2 separate regions of the Danio rerio genome follow, and region 2 is linked to region 1. A link is a contact called in public Hi-C data. All regions are on one chromosome and are shown on one strand. Each heading gives the region's core, a stretch centred on a gene start, on an enhancer-like site or on the middle of the called end of the contact. The rest is flanking DNA. Distances are from core to core; before and after follow the strand shown.

What was found. A called contact is a pair of places that touch in the nucleus more often than the background predicts.
Region 2: a Hi-C map of embryo shows a contact between it and region 1, with 2.9 times the contacts expected there. The contact joins the promoter of si:ch211-134c9.2 here to the enhancer-like site in region 1. A contact is called at or near these places in 3 of 18 Hi-C or Micro-C datasets (caudal fin, embryo and an unstated tissue).

What each region holds. Positions count from the first base shown.
Region 1 is chr1:13,487,274-13,489,973 of GRCz12tu, reverse strand. All of the region lies in intron 7 of xpa (xeroderma pigmentosum, complementation group A), which reads right to left. Among named protein-coding and RNA genes, the nearest start is that of xpa, 15 kb to the right of the region's middle. Within about 2 kb of position 1,418, at least 3 of the 62 cell types and tissues checked have an H3K27ac peak or open chromatin away from gene starts, as enhancers often do.
Region 2 is chr1:13,580,023-13,582,822 of GRCz12tu, reverse strand. si:ch211-134c9.2 (a long non-coding RNA gene) reads right to left here and starts at 1,431. Exons shown (of 2, transcript NR_186850.1): 1 at 1,224-1,431; 2 at 1-178. It overlaps LOC141384873 (a long non-coding RNA gene), which reads left to right and starts at 1,424. Exons shown (of 3, transcript XR_012405476.1): 1 at 1,424-1,499. It also overlaps a transcript of stra6l not described here.

The DNA.
Region 1 (2,700 bases), core at 169-2,668:
ATGGTTGTTCTTCTGTAAGGTTCTTCTCTCTACACAGAAATACGCTGGAGCTCAGACAGAGTGACCATCAAGTTATTAATCACCTCCCTGACTAAAGCCCTTCTCCCCTGATCACTCAGCTTAGATGGCCTGGCCAGCTCTAGGAAGAGTCCTGGTGGTTCCAAACATCTTCCACTTATGGATGATGGAGGCCACTGTGCTTATCGGAACTTTCAGAGCACCAGAATTGTTTCTGTAACCTTCCCCAGCCTTGTGCCTCGAGACAATCCTGTCTCGGAGGTCTACGAACAATTCCTTTGTCTTCATGCATGGATTGTGCTTTGACATGCTGTTAACCCTGAGACCTTATATAGACAGGTGAATGCCTTTTTAAATCATGTACAATCAACTGAACTTACCACAGGTAAACTCCAATTAAGCCGCTGAAACATTTCAACAATGATCAGTGGAAACAGAATGTACCTGAGCTCAATTTAGAGCTTCACAGCAAAGGCTGTGAATACTGATGTACATGTGATTTTTCAGGGTTTTTATTTTTAATAAATTATTATGTCATTATGTCATTATTACAATGTGTGTAAAACTCTGAGAAAATAAATGAATTTATTTCATTTTGGAATAAGGCTGGAACATCAAAAAATGTGGAAAAAGTGAAGCGCTATAAATACTCTCCGAATGCACTGTCACTACTAAATAAAAAAGAATAACGAATGGCCTTTGAGGTGATGTGCTTCAAAACAAGTTTGCTATATGCTTCAGCGCCAAAACACGAGTTGCCATGTGATTTTGTGGATTTGTTAAATAAAATAATAATCTAACCTAAATAAAGTTAGTTTCAGAAGCCTATATTATACTGTTATCACTATTAATGACACATTTAAATAAGCAGGAAATCCTTTTGCAATGTACTCGCAGCACCGAACATGTGCCCAGATTACTGAAGAACAAACTCTGTTGGAGGAATGAGAGAATCAGGCACTTGTTGTGAGAATGTAGATGTCTGCATATTTGTGCCAGTCTGTGAAATAAAACAGCTTAAAACATATTAGTATTTTAGAAAAACAGTTCAAGTTTGCATAACTAATGATTGATCATATCCATAAGTAAATATGCAGCCTAGTTTTTGATTACTTGACCAACGCATTAAGGCAAGCATCCGCTGAGATAACCGAGAAATTATGTGCTCCCATTGTGCAGTGTCACCCACATGACGGAACTCGTCGTGAAGAACAAGAAAAAAGTAAACCTGCTGGACTTTCGGCTGTGGTGTCGTGAGACATCCCAGGCATGGTATCAGTTATCGTGAACTATGCCACATTGCACGACTCTTTTGTCACAATGCCCATTTGTCAATGTTATGAATCCCCACAAAACCCTATCAAGGAAATCATGCCGAAATTGTGCCAAAATCGTGTGATCTTAAGCCTAAATTTAACATAAAAGGTAAAACTTATCCCTTCACTCTGATTGGAATGTTGTTAGATGTTGATCCAGGAACATGTCCTACTTGGTGAAACCACACCTCTCATGTACAAGCATCACATGTCCGAAAGGGTAAAATATACGGCGCACCATGACAGCTGGATATGGCTCACAGTGGTTGTTTTCACACCAGAACGCGAGTCAAACTTGCCGGTGTCTGAATTTTTAACGACCTCCACAAAGCTGATAAATTTAGGCAGCTATTTAAAATGCGGACGCCACGCATGCAAGCACTTCGAGATCAGTTACTTACAGAGTGCCATATAAAACGGCAGGTGGCAAATCATGGGTGCCATTAATCAAAGCGCAGGCATTAGTGGGGTATGTCCTTCTCTGTGCTTTGCTGATCTTTCGGCCTTACGTTGACCCCAGGGGTCAGCGGAGGTGATGGGACATCAGCATGAACACTAGGCCAAATCTATACAGTTTTCTATCTATCAAAAGCAGCCTGTAGCTCTGTAGCTCATGATCCGGCTAATATTAATGTTATATGTTTTCAGCTGTAACCATCAACAAAAAGCACTTTAGATCTATTATTACAGTAATTGCAGGTGGACAGTTTTCGGTGTCCAGCTCATCTCATGTCCCTGTGCGCAGTCAATGTGAATGATGATAAAAGCGTGGAGGGGTTTAGATTTCAGAGCCGCTATGCTAAGACTTCACAATTAGGTCATAAGAACGCAACAGGCATGAGAACAGAAATAAAAATGCCCCTCTAAAGGCGCTTGAGGAATGAATTCATTACCCTTTTGTGACACGGACTGTCGAACAATCTTGCGCTCATACTTTGTCCATAGCGAGTCTGGAGAGAGACTACGAAATTAATAAGCGGGCCGTTAGAATCAATCAGGGGAAGATTTATGGACACAAGCGGAGAACATGTGGCTTGTGAATTATGGTACCAAAAAAACAAGCTAAAGGAAAACCAATCCAAGCTTGGCACACACGCACACACACATTGCTGTTCAACATGTTTGGCGTCAGTAAGATGCTTTAAATTGGTAGTAAGACGAGTTACAAGAATATACTGTATTTCAAATCATTTGCTAATGTTTAAGGAGTATAGTTCATCAATAAATGAAAAATCTGTCCTCGTTCTAAACTTGTTGGAGTTTTGCAAGAGGATATACTGAAGAATGTTAGAAACTGTAACCACTGACATTTATAGTAAATGTTTTTCCTACTATGGAAGTCAATGGTTACATGTTTCCAACAATC
Region 2 (2,800 bases), core at 182-2,681, 93 kb before region 1:
TTCAGAGTAATGGGCTGTCTGGAAAAGCAAAGCAACCAAATGTTTGCATATCCCACTCTCAGCCACACAAGAGCAGGAGCTATTAACTAGCAGACGATGGCATGGATCTTCTGACGGATGTCCGCTCCAGGATGAAGTAACACATAAAATTTTCTAGCTCTGAATCTCATAATGTTACCTAGAAAACAGAAACAAGAATATTAATAGGTTTTTAAAGAGAGTCATTAAAGGCAGTTCACTCAAAACTGAAAATTCTATTTCCTCATCCTTCACTTGTTCCAAACCTGTTTGAGTTTCTTTCTGAGGTTTAACACAAACAAAAATACTTTGAAGAAAGCTGGAAACTTGCAACAACTGATATTCATAGTAGTTCTTTTTCCTACTATGGAAGTCAATGGTTACAGGTTTTCAGCTTTCTTCAAAATATCTTCTTTTGAAAGGCATCTGCAGCAATATCATCAGATTAAACTACACAGTAAATCATTCATTTAAATTATTTAGAAGTAGCTCCCTTTAGTCACACTTTAAAATAAGGTTTCATTAGTTAATGTATTTGCTCACTATTAAAATAACTATTTAATATTTAATAGTTAGCATTGTTAAACTAATTTACTAATGAATAAAAATCCAAAGTCATGCTTGTTAACATTAGCTATTACTGCAATAGACAAATTGTTGATGTGAAATTAACTAATGACACCTTATTGTTTTGGGTCACCCTCCCATTTAATTACAATGTTATCGACTAAATAGAAAGCATGCTATCTACACTGTTACACTGCATCTGTCATCTCCAATGTTTCAGCAATAAATCTCAGCATTGACATAGTGCTATTTGTCTGTTGTGGATGGAACGGCATTGTATTATTTTATTCCTAATATATCTTGCTCAATAATCATGCTTACAAGCTAAGACAGCATCTGTGTTTCTGTAATTATCCGAACTGAACAGTGGTGGTCACTTTAGAACAGTAAAAGTATGAATGGGACAGAACTTCACATGTATGCTGTCCTACTCTCAGCTGGTGAGGAGACTCCGATTTCTTCAGATCTATCGGTAGTAATGAACTCACTGAGATCTTATTCCTGCCCTGTTTTTACCTGACACTTTGAGACAGAATTACGTACACATATGATTATTTTTACTTACGTGATAAAGCTGCAGATGGACGGATCGTAAGAGTATTAACGCTAAAGTTAGCCTTCAGGCTAGCTGAACTTACCTTCATAATTGCACAGGTAGGAAGATGCATAAAACTTGAAACCCTTCTCAAGCTTTGCTCTGCGGTGTTGTAGAGCACATCCGGACAATCATTTGCACATCGTTGACCATAATTTACTCGCAAACAGCGAGTAAATATTGACGACTCTGCCATAATACTGTTTACCTCCGCTTAAAATCACCCAGACCGGAAGCTGGACCGCGGCCTTAGACAAAACGCGGAAGTACTGCGTGCATATAGCCCATTGACGAATTCCTTTCAATAGACAACATCAGGGTAGGCGACATCCAATGTATATTTCTATGAGAGCTAACTAGTATTCACGTCATATCATGCTCATCTCTTATTACTCTTTTAAGTTCTTTGAGAGTCTTGGCGGGATTTCAGAGTGATATTTAGGCAACTATGAAGTAGCAGTACCGTCTGTGTACCATAGTTACACAATGCAGCATTTAGCTCGCTCGTAAACATCTCTGTCTGAGGGCATTGCCCCCTCAGAAAGAGTTTGTGCCCCCCAGTTTTTATAAAGGATTGTTCACTCAAACTGAAAATTCTTTCTGTCATTAATTATTAACACCCTCGTCGTTCCAACCAACACACATTTAAATATTTTAAAATAAATGACATAGCAATTGAATTATGAAAATGGTGAGATTAAAGCTAGTCCTTTAGGCTGATTTATACTCAGTGTTGGGGAGGTTACTTTGGAAATGTAATAGATTACAGATTACAAATTACCCTATTTAAAATGTAATAAGTAGTGTACCTTTTCGATTACTTTATAAAAGTAAAGAAACTTATCACATCTGACTACTTTTTGATTACTTTAAGGTTTCTAATGGATATTTTCAGATAAATCATTTTCAAGCATTTACACTGAGCGGGTTTGACCTAATCAAACAAAAGCATCAGTAAGCAGCTCTTTAATAAATGGCCTTATCAGAAGGCATCATGCATATCAAAAACAGTCAAAGCAACAGATTAACATTATTCAACAATAATCCCATTTGTAATCTTTAACATTTTCACAAGTAACTGTAATTTAGTTACACATTTATTCTCAGTAACTGTAACTAATTACTGTTACTTTTATTTTGTAATTAAATTACGTAACACTGTTACATGTAACCATAAATGAAAGAAACAAGATACCAAAATCAGTCACCAGGTCTAGTGCCCCCCTATGGATTTAAAGTGCCCCCTTAGCTTTGACTTCCTGGCGCCAGGCCTGACTATAGTGAACAGGAAAATTGTAATAAATACTGTAGTATAGCATAGTTTTTGCTACTGTAACCTGTGGTGTATCGTAGTATAACTTAGTACAATTTTGGGACGTTTTGGGTTTGAATTTTGTGTTTTGTAACTTTGCAGACCTTTTTTACACTTAAACTGCCAAATTATACATTAAAAGGAAGTTAAAATAGTAAAAAGCACAACAGAGCCCCTTTAACAGCGAAGCATCACTTCCTCTTTTCAAGAAAGAGTTGCATGATTTTTTGAGGTGAAAGAGTGTTTTCTAAAAAAAAAAAGCCATTACTCACAGAAGGAACTAGAGAGCAATGAAGGAACAAATCCAC